Regions from separate parts of the Xenopus laevis genome. Here region 1 is linked to region 2. The links are chromatin contacts, called in public Hi-C maps. All regions are on one chromosome and are shown on one strand. Each heading gives the region's core, a stretch centred on a gene start, on an enhancer-like site or on the middle of the called end of the contact. The rest is flanking DNA. Distances are from core to core; before and after follow the strand shown.

Region 1 (5,675 bases), core at 688-3,187, 100 kb after region 2:
AGTTAACTTTAAGTATGTTACAGAATAGCTAATTCTAAGTAACTTTTTATTTGGCCTTCACTATTCTTTTTTTATATCTTTTTTCAATGTTATGCCTTCTTATGACTCTTTCCAGCTTTCAAATGGGGGTCAACAGCCCTCAATTAAAGGTGAACAACCCCTTTAATTTTCCCCAAAAAATTGTGAATTATATAGGTTTCTGCAATGTACTTCAATGCATGATAATTTGCATGTTACGTGTGTGTTCTTTGTATTCACTGTTGTGATCATTTTCACCTAGTAAATAGCAAGTAAAGCAGGTAAAGATAAGTATAACAGCTTGCAATAAGTGTCGCACAAACACTTGCATACGATTGCCATAGCAGGTAATTAGAGCAATTACAAGCAGGATCAGACTTGCCCAGCGGTCCTCACTGGGCAAATTACTCCAGTCCAACACTGACTGCAGAACCTAGACTTTTTAAAATCACAGGCACCCAAAAACACCAGAATCACCTATGGCTTATGACACACTGGGTGCTTTTCAGCATGGGGAAAAGTGCCCAAAATCACCACATGTAAATCTGGAAATGCTCCCTCTTTCCCTTCAAACAAACTTTTTTATACAGACATCGGTGGCCTCCCCAACTGAAGCTGCTGCCTTGGGCACTGACCCTTGGGGGTGCTTATATAAAAGATATGGCCCTTCATTTCCCATTGACTTGATTTGGAAATGCCTGACAGTGTCAGTACTGGGAAAATATGCTAGTGAGACTTTCAGGCTGAAAAGGGCTAGTGCCTGCACCGTGAGGCACTTCCCATTTAAGTCAATTGGTGGGCATTTCAGCTAGCTGAAAAGCCTAAGGACCAATCAATCAGATTGACTGCAGTAAACACGAGACTGCCAATCGGATTGACTGCAATCAAAAGGAGACAGACTTTCTGTAATTCTAAGCTTTCTGGATAATGGGTTTCCAGATAACGAATCCCATACCTGTAAGTTGGCTATGACTGAAGACAGTACCAATGACTCCATTCTAAAGAAAAAAATAATGTGTAATATGGCCAACACATAACCAAAAATGAAGGAGGGTGGAATTAGGAGACTAATAGCACAAAGGACAATGTGATCTCAAGACAAGAATGAGAGGGACAAATACTAAAATCCTAGTATTGGGATCTGACCTGCTTATTTGGAATTCGGCCAATCCCAAACCTTTTTCAGCAGGACTTCAGTGCGTCCCTAATTTAAACAACTTTTTATCAAAGTGTTTCAAAAGCTTCACTGTTTAAATGGGGGATTAGGCCACTGAAAATGTGAGTATAGGGCACAAAAGGGTAAGACACGTGTAACTTAGACAAAGAAGCACTGATCTTACCCCACTGCTTCTCTTTGTGCTCTTACATAAAACTCTGTACATTAGTTAATAAAAGGAAAAATCATGACAAAAACACGTCTACCCTTTGTGTACAGAAAAGGAAAGTGATTCATAGTTTAATGCTGTATCAGACCAAACCCTTGTTATAAACTGTCGAAATAGTTTATGACATCACTGTTTATGAAAAGGGAAAATGATTAATAACCTGCTGAACTGACAGCACAAGCCTGTGGAGTGTTTTCATATCCCTATTATTGATGTAGCTGAATACTGAACCAACTCCTATAAAATACTGATAACTGCATTACTTGCTCATGCTCATTTTTCTATTTTGTAATCAGTTCATGCTTTTTTGTTTTAGTTTAAAGGTGTATTATGAACTGCTAGGACTTTTAATTAAAGGGGACTGGTCACCCAGACATAAAGCTGTATACTTAGGTCAACCTGTTATAAACTGATTTAAAAATCACATCTGTCAGTCATATTTTGTCTTCTCGCCTCTATGCCTGCCTGAGGCATAGCAAGCACTCTCACTTTCATTTCTGCATTTCCTTGATATCCTTGACCTCCTCTCTTCTGCCTCTTCACCGTCTATAAATGAGCAGTGCTGGGGCCCAGATGCAGGCAAAGGGGTGTGGGCCTGGGTGCACCCCTGCACCCCTGGTAGTTCGGCCCCTGGCCTTTGCATAGGCACCTGCATCAGATCCCCATTCTGACACATACAATAGATTTTGGGATGGTGTAAAACTTGACTTGATAACAGTTTCCGAAAAATGGCACCTGCCTTTATCCTCTAATTTTGGATCCCAAAAGAATGATGATGCAATAGTTAAATCATTGGTATAGTATAGATTTTATTTTGCTTCACTAACACAATAAAACAGGATTTGGAATTATTTCTTATGGTGACAGGTCCACTTTAATATCATAGGGGGGTCATTTATGTCTTCCAAGGTAAAACTGCAAAATAAAGGCCCCACTACAAATCCCCTAACATGTGTGTCTGAAGAAATGTCAGAGGTCACAGGCTGCAGCGAGGCCCTGCTCTAAGGCATCACCCTGCCCTCTATGGCCCTAGGGAAACTAAATGACCCGTTATAAGGCCCCTCTATGCTCAATTTAAGCCCCAATGCAAGATGGGGGTATCATTTATTCCTGGCTTCCATTGTGTCTATTCTAAAGCAAAATAGGAAGAAGCATATTATCAAAAATATTTTACCTCAGTTGTCATTACTGTCCCACTTGAATATTTGGAGGAAATTAAGCCTTTAGATTACACACACCTTTGACTAATGAAAAGAAGCTAATTGATTCTCCCAAAATCACTACTACCATCAAGCTCTTGAAAGTGACCCATGGCAACTAAGCAGTCAGAGAAATTAATTTTTGAATATTTTTCTATCTTCTATGTCATTATTTATAACACACACTTACTCAAACACTGAAGCTAAGCAATTTGATGTTCAGCAGGGTTGGGGAGGGAGTTAAATCATCAGCCAAGGCTGGTATTAGGAAATTACTATTACTATGCATTTGTAATTCCTTGTCCTTCCTTCCAACTCCCTGCAATACAACTCCACTGACCCATCTATTTATGGTCTTCATCCATCCTAGTTCCCACTCCAGCCACATCCTTGTCCCAGTCTCAAGCCCTGACTCACCCAGTCCCAACCTCTGATCTATCCAATTCCCCCATAACTCCGCCCACCACTTCCATGACATCACCACCCTGTCCTGCTAAATAATACTGGCAAACTTATGCAGATCCACTGCTGTAGCAATTATTGTTGTCTAACAGGTACCTGGAATATAATGGATTTTTTGTCATCTCAGCATGAACAAATGTTTTCCCAGGTTCATTAACGCAATGCAGAAAACGGATTTCAATACATTAACAGCCAATGTGCATTAACGCTTACTGGTGATTTGTTGCAGTGGGTTACTGGTCAAGGAAAACTCCCAGGTATATACTGATTGGTTTTTGGAAAACATTCATTTATGTGAATTACTTCATGTTAACATAGGGAGTGTAGTACTCTTGTACTACAGCAATGTGAAATATGCTGGTGCTATAAAAAAATGTTAATAATATATGAGCAAAGGCTTATTTATCAATGCAACCAGTACAATTTGTGCCTGTAACATTAGTAGGCACAAGTTGTTTCTGCATGTTGCTCTGGAGCTAATACAGGTGCTCTGTACTTAGGGCTACACAGTAGTGATGTGCAGGTTGACCCGAAACTGACTGGGACCCGTGTGTTTAGTGCCAGTTGGGAGGGTTCTTGGAACCTGAAGCATGCACAGATGTAGCATACAGAGCAAGATGATGTTGGTACTGGTTGGGTGTGAGTCCTACAATGGACATTTTGCAGGTTAAAATTCTGCGGGTTAGGATCGGGTGCAGGTTGAGTTTTTCCTGACCCTCACATCCCTACTACCCATCACCTTGTGTGCCCTGGAACACCCCCAGTTTGTGTGTTCTGAATGAATGTGCCATCTCTCTTCTGCCATTTTTGTATGCAGTACTGCTTACAGAGTGACTTTCAGCCCTTTGCCCTCTACTCTTGAGAAGTGCCAAGAGCTCCTAGGTAGGGTTGCCACCTATCTTGTTCAAAACTACCTGTCCAGAATTTAGAAGTCTGAAACCCAGAATCTGCACTGATCAACAAGACAGTCAGCCAGTCACGGACTGTCACATCATAATCCACTTCCTAAATGTCATCTCCCCGCACCATATGTCACCTGCCCCTGTCTGGGCTTTCAACCACACAAAAGTGGCAACTAGGGTTGCCACCTGTCCAGTTTTGACACAGACAGTTCTGTTTTTGGAATAGATGCCTGGGTCCACTCCCTGCTTGTATCTAGAGCAAATTTTCATTAAGGCTTGGGCAGGGTATGCCTTCACAAATATGCCTGACATCTAAAAAAATAATCCAGCTTCACTGGAGGATTAGGTATTTCTGGTCATCGTGGTCAGGGCCGCCATCAGAAATCGCAGGGCCCCATATGAAAAATCTCCTGGGCCCCCTGGGCTGCGCCCACCAAAAGCCCCACCTACAGGTCCGCCCTCCCCACCCCACAGGTCCACCCCCCACCACACACTAACAAAAAAAAAAACATTGGAGGCTATGGTTCCCACATGTTAATGAAAAAATATTGGTGGTCAGGACCCCCCATTGAAGAAAACATTTGTGGTCAGGGCCCACTCATTAAAAAAAACATTTGTGGTCAGGGCCCCCCATTAAAGATATTGGTGGCTAGGACCCCACATGGGGAAAAAAAATTGGTGGCCAAGGCCCCCCCACGTTATAAGAAAATTGGTGGTCAGGGCCCCCCTTAAACGTCCATGTAAACTTGCCCCCCCAGATGTTTAAAAAAAATGTGGTGCCCAGGGCCCCACCACACATCAGGGACCACAAAGGGTTACCTTTAGGGGGGCCCTGTCATGTTACACTTACTTCATTAGTTGGGCCCACCTGCTGTCAGTGAGCTGCCAACTACAGAAGGGAGGAGGGAGCACAGATGGCTGCATCATCTTCCAGTGACAGCATTTTCTTCCCTTATTGGTCACAGAATTTCAAGTCCTGGTAAAGCTGCATGGTGATTGGATGAGCTGGAGGGGAAGTTCAAACCTCAGCTATCCAATCCCTGAGCAGCTCAACCGGGACTTAAACTCAGTGACCAATAAGGGGAAGTAATGGACAGAAGATACCCCCCCCCTTGTGCTCCCGCCCTGCCTTCCCAAAGTCAGCAGCTCTCAGAAAGCAGGGGGGCCAGGCTAATCAAGAAAGTGTGACGTGGTCGGCCCCCCTTACCCTCGGGGCCCCCTACAACTCTCCCCCCTGTCCCCCCCCTGATGGCTGCCCTGATTGTGGTTCCATGGGGGCACTGGAACTCAGTGATCATACTTCCCTCTGTAATAGGAAAATTAGGACATATTTCAAACTTTCTAATTTGCAGTACTGCAGTGGAACTGTGGAACATTAATTTCATTAATTTCCCAGTTACAGGAGTTTAGGCGTCTTAATATAAAGCAAAATAAGCAATGTATTATGACTGGTTTTTACATGTAAAAACTTACTGTTTACCATACTGATACTTTTGGCTATATAGTGTATGTGTCCCATATAGGCTCTATAGGCTATTTTTAATTCCGTGTTAGATATGTTTTGGTTATATTAGCCTGAGTATGTCTGCCTTTAGTCTCCCCAAGCAAAAAATTATCTTCTGCCTATGGGATAAGGTTAGAAAGTTGGAAGACAGATGTACAGTGCCAAAAGATCCAACTTACACTATGTTTATACCAACTCATGTCAC
Region 2 (5,825 bases), core at 1,182-3,681:
ATCAATTACAAACTCACTGAACAGAAATGTACCATGTGGCCCCCCTTCAAGTCGCTGACTAACTCAGAGTTATAGAGCTGAAAAGCAGGAAGTTGGATTCTGGCTGTTTTATTAGACATCTGTTCACTCCAGCCTTTATATATTACATTTTTGGCTAACTAACTATATTAGAAACATTTTTTATTTTGCACAGCCTATCCATTTACACAGTTTTTATCTTCATACTGAACTATTCCTTTAAGAGCAGATTGTGATACCCAAACTTCCAGGAAGACCTGCTGCTGTTACTTTTTTGCACTTTTAAACAGACTTTTATCATAAATTAAGGAGTCCTTTCCAGTCTCTTATTGTCTGTTTTTGTGAAATAAGGTTTTCCATCTCCAGTTGCCGTAATGATGACTCAAAATATAATGTTGCCTTTGCCATTTCTGTGACTTGCAAAAATAAGATTTTGATCCTAATGCACTTATCAAAGGAATAGATTATTCTTTATTGATTAGATACTGATGTTAAAGGGGAACTATCGTGAAAATGAAAATTTAATATATGCTTTATCATACTGAAATGAGAAACTTTCTAAATACAATCAATTGCATTTTCTGCATTGTTTCTGAAATAATCAAGTCTGTGTTCACTATCCCTCTCTCAGCATCTTTTTTTCTTCATTATGTCTTCATGCAGCAGGTGGGTGTCAGATATTCATTGACAGTTAGAGCCAATATATCTTATAAGGGCGGCTTCCTTTCCTAGCAGATGGTTCACCCTTTATTAAATATGCCACTGTGCAGTCACAATTTCCAAAATGCTTATTTCATTTGGATACTTTGCGTCTCCTTGAAATGAGCAGAGTTGTTGATATCTTACAATGTTTCAAACCATGAAACTTATTCCTATTACTTGACATTTCAGTATGTGCTTTCATTTGTAGGTTTGATGTAATTCTAGACAATGTTGGAGGAGCAACAGAAGCTCTGGCACTTCAGTTTCTTAAGCCATGGTCAGGAGCCACCTATGCAACGCTAGTAACTCCATTTCTTTATAATAATGATCGGCTGGGCATAGCAGATGGCATGATGCGCACCGGCGTTACTCTTAGTTGCAAAGTAGTAAAGGTAACTTTTACTGTTCTTTCTTATTTGGGCGAGGCTACACAGCGCATTCTATATTTTTATGTTTATCTTGCGGGGGAATGGGTTAACTGGAAATCTATTGGGCCCCACAGGATAACATTTTTAGGGCCCTTAAACCTTCTTGTAAAGTCAGTAAGCAACATATAATACTATAGATAGTAGTATCCAAATTCATACCTCCAAATTTACATCAGTTCAGTTATAATATTATAGTCCACACCCCATCTGCTCCTGTCCTGTCTAATTGGGAACAGTTGGAAAGTAAGAGGATATTTTGGGTATGTGGATGTGAGTAATAGCAATGAGTAGATGGCACAAAGACAATAAAGGCTGATTATGTAATGCAAGTAAAGCTGCTCTGAGTAATTACAATTCACGGATGTGTTTTTTTTCTTTTGATATACAGAAAGGTCCATATTACATGAATACCATCTCCCAGTTGATATCAAGCAGCTAAATTGAATTAGTTAAAATCATTTTTTTTTCTCTATAATAATACATCTTAATCTTTACTAAGCTGCTTAAAATCATATTGATGGAAACACAAGCATTTTGGGTTTATTTAATGTTTACATGATTTTTGTTTAGTAAACTTTGCGTATGGTGATCCAAATCACAGAATGATTCCATATCTGAAGAACCCCAGGTCCCAAGCCTTCTGAATAATACATCCTATATCTGTATAGTTCCCATTAAACCTTATTTTGAAATCCCCCCCCATTTGTTCCATTCCATATCACCACTAAGTATATATAAGTAATATAATAAAGTATATCTTCTGACTTGGGTTGCTCTTTCTTATTTCAGCACCTTTGCAAAGGAGTCCATTATCGATGGGTATTTTTCTCCCCTAGTGGACCATCTCTGGATGAGATAGGAGAACTTGTTAAGGATGTAAAGGTATATTATAACATAATAACAGTTAAAGTAGATTCCTATTTGGTATTTTTAAGTGTTTGTAACAGAAACAAGGCATGTCGGGAATCCTGTTGATTAGCTGTAAGCAATGAACAACTTTCAGTTACAGTAAAATCCTTATGTTCCTCCTTCCAGAACCGAAAGTCAGTTCCAAGCAGCACGATTTTTTTACATAGCAGAAAGCTAGCAGTGCGGACAGCCATGAAACCTTTGCACACAGATAGTGTTCTAGCAGAAAAAGATGTATACCAGCTTCTATTATCTGTGCACTCTTGGCAGAGTTTAACATTAATCCCTCTTTTCAGAACAAACAAAGTATCCTGTACTAGGAGTCTGATGCTCTGCAGTAAATAGATTGTGTTCCCATTATTCCCCTAATCTTCACTAATCATAACCCATTCAGCCTGCCACAGCCCCCTGCCACCTTTTACAGCCCTAACACCGGAAGCCTTTTTTATTTGTCGGTTGATTTCGACAGTGACTGGATTTTATGGAACCATGTTGAATGGTCAGCCTTTTGTGGATTAAGCAGACAATACAGCAAATACGGATGAGAATTTACTAATGCTTTAGATTGTGGTTATCATCATTTTTGAATTCATTTCTTAGGCCTTTGGCTATGCCAGGTCTATTCCCACAATACATCTGATGAGCAGTTACAGATCAGCCTTGTAGTGATTCACTGGATTATACACTCCCATATTGTAAAACATAGCGACTAGTCACATTGGACTCTCATGACTATATAAAGGCTACAGACTGAGTGCATTTATACAGGTCACTGGACTCAAATGCCACTTTTATTATTTTTATTTTGAGTTATTTATTTATATTTTTAGTTATTTATTTATAAATATTATCTTTATTTTTGTGATGTGACATTACTAAGTCAATTAAGCACTGTATATTTTGTAGGATATTTGATTTTTGTGTATTACAGTATAAGCCCTTTTTGTGTAAATAATTTTCCTTTTTTTTTTATAATGGAAGCCTTATTTGTACATCCATATTATTTACATACTTGTGTTTTAAAGGGGTTGTTTACCTTTAAATGAACTTTTAGTATGACGTAGAGAGTGATATTCTAAGAAAATTTTCAACTGGCTTTAATTTTTTATTATTTTTGGTTTTTGAGTTATTTAGCTTTTTATTCAGCACCTCTCCAGTTTGCAATTTCATCTGGTTGCTAGGGTTCAACCATGCATTGATTTGAATAAGAGATTGGGAAATAAATAGGAGAGGACCGGAACAGAAAGATGAGTAATAAAAAGTAGCAATAACAATAAATGTGTAGCCTTGCAGAGCATTTGTTTTTAGATGGGGCCAGTGACCCCCCATTTGAAAGCTGGAAAGTGTAAGAAGAAAAAAGGCAATTCATTAAAAACTATAAAATGAAGGCCAATTGAAAAGTTGCTGAGAATTATAACATACTTAAAGTTAACTTGAAGGTGAACCACCCCTTTAAGTAAATATCATTGACCCCATTGGCCATATTAGGAATTAAAATGGTGAAGCCTTGCTGGTCTTTAAAATCCAATATTTAATTATATTTGAGATATTTATCTCCAATAGTATGGATGTACTTCTCATAATGCTATTCCATTATAATAATGACTTGTCTGATTTTTATTGCAGATTCGGCCTGTGATTGAGGAAATATTTTCATTTTCTGATGTTCCGAAGGCCTTCAATAAGGTGGAAAAAGGACACGCAAGAGGCAAAACTGTCATTAGTGTTACAGAAAGTAAATAAATGTTGCTTATTTGTACCACTGGTGGTTTCCTCTCATTTGTACTGTAATTAAGCTGAAAGTTTCAAACTGTCTGTAATGGTGTTGTTTTTTTTTGAGCAGTAATTTTTATGTGTAGGGGACCAGTTCTGTTTGCTAAAAGTTGCATATGAAAGGACCTATGTCGGCATTTAGCTGTACAGGGGCAGCCACAGTGGTGTTAATAACCCTTTTAGTAGTTCAAATGTATTGCTTTAAGGGCAAAATGTTGAATTGTAAAAATAAATATAAACTAAAGAGATAAAAGACAATAATCACCTTTCTCTGTCTCCTCCAATATGCTTTGGGTACTACTCCAACTACAAAAGCTCCAGATGTGCTGTGTTCAGAGGGAAATCCTTCTTGCTGATCACTTATGTTGATTATTTTCACCTTCCCTGAATATCCTGGAATTGTGGTTGAATAGTGTCTGGGTCTTTCACTGAAACTAAATTATTATACCTGTAGTTTGGTAGCAGGTTCAGACAGTCAGTGGCATGGAGCAGCTCTAACTGGCTGTGTGGGTTATGTGGGTATAACTGCAGGTGGTGTGTGGGTTAGTATTTATTGTAGTATTAATACGGCGATAAGAAGAGTAAGTATCATGCATACATAGATGCTAATGTACTTGGGGGCAAATTTACTAAAGGGCAAATTTTCGACCTCGGAAGGCTCCGACACACTTTGCGCAACATCACCAGTCGTTAATTCACAGCGCATACACTTATTTATCAAAATGCCATGTTACGTCTCGGCAGAGGAACGCTAGTGAAGTTTCGCCAGCGCAGGCATTTCTAAGCAAACTTTCGCTAGCGTTACTTTGTTCCTAGTGAAACTTCGTTAACATACTTGTGCTTTTGAATTTAAATATGGAGGGTACATATAGGTCAAATATATTTATTAGTGATGGTGAAATTGCTGGAAGCGGCCACTGAATGTCAAGCAAAATAAAGTCAAAAGAGATCCTCTATTGTCCTAGACATGAGCCCACCCTAAAACAAATGTGGCATGACCTTCAAATGGTTAAAAAATTTTACTAAAACATATATGTAACAGTTACAACTTTTAAACATAATGCCACATTGAAATATAAAAAAACGCCAGGGTTTTATCTTTTTTATGACTTTTCGGCATACAGGATATGATGTCACTAAGATTGTTGAAAATGTAGCTTCAATTCGCCAGGTATTGCCGTAAAGGGAAACTTAGTGGAAACTTTGCACTTTGATGAATTTGCGGAGTAACGCTCGTTCGCCGCAACGAAAATTCGCCTGGTGAAAGGGCATGAAACTTCGTTTGTGCTAGCGAATTGTCGTCTATGCCTTTTACTAAATTGCAGCTTTGGCGAATTCATGCTAGCGACGGCCACTTTGCCCTTTAGTAAATAAGCTTCATGTAAACGGTTTCTTAGCCCAGAATGGCTGTGATAGATGGGTGACATTTTTATGCCTTCCCAGCAATATATTTCAAAACCATTATCTTTCAGGCTTGAAAGTTTCACTCATCATGAAATGCTTTGCATACCGTATGCAGTTAAAATAATAACTTTGTATAACTGGTCTGAAGGTTCACAAAAAATTTCCATCTGGTCTCTCCTTATTTTTATTAACATGTATTTATATAGTGCCATATATTGCGTAGCACTGTAAAGTAACTGTGATTATACAACTACATCACATGAATTACATACATAGAATATATGGAGTAACAAACATCGATCCTATCATCGGAAAACATGTTTTTTTCAAAACGCATCAGTTAATAGTACTACTCCAGCAGAATTCTGCACTGAAATCCACTTCTCAAAAGAGCAAACTGATTTTTTTTATATTCAATTTTGAAATCTGACATGGGGCTAGACATTTTGTCAATTTCCCAGCTGCCCCTGGTCATGTGACTTGTGCCTGCACTTTAGGAGAGAAATGCTTTCTGGCAGGCTGCTGTTTTTCCTTCTCAATGTAACTGAATGTGTCTCAGTGGGACATGGGTTTTTGCTATTGAGTGCTGTT

What was found. Hi-C and Micro-C count contacts between places; a contact is called where the count stands out from the background.
Region 1: a contact with region 2 is called in a Hi-C map of the XL177 cell line, with 8 times the contacts expected there. The contact joins two enhancer-like sites. A contact is called at or near these places in 2 of 4 Hi-C or Micro-C datasets (the XL177 cell line and the XTC cell line).

The regions. Positions count from the first base shown.
Region 1 is chr5L:82,787,749-82,793,423 of Xenopus_laevis_v10.1, forward strand. All of the region lies in intron 2 of crybg1.L (beta/gamma crystallin domain-containing protein 1), which reads right to left. Among protein-coding and RNA genes, the nearest start is that of crybg1.L, 46 kb to the right of the region's middle. Within about 2 kb of position 1,938, at least 2 of the 7 cell types and tissues checked have an H3K27ac peak or open chromatin away from gene starts, as enhancers often do.
Region 2 is chr5L:82,683,235-82,689,059 of Xenopus_laevis_v10.1, forward strand. It overlaps rtn4ip1.L (reticulon 4 interacting protein 1 L homeolog), which reads left to right. Exons shown (of 9, transcript NM_001097670.1): 7 at 929-1,112; 8 at 1,938-2,030; 9 at 3,684-3,816. The coding sequence ends at 3,800. Among protein-coding and RNA genes, the nearest start is that of rtn4ip1.L, 8.7 kb to the left of the region's middle. Within about 2 kb of position 2,432, at least 1 of the 7 cell types and tissues checked has an H3K27ac peak or open chromatin away from gene starts, as enhancers often do.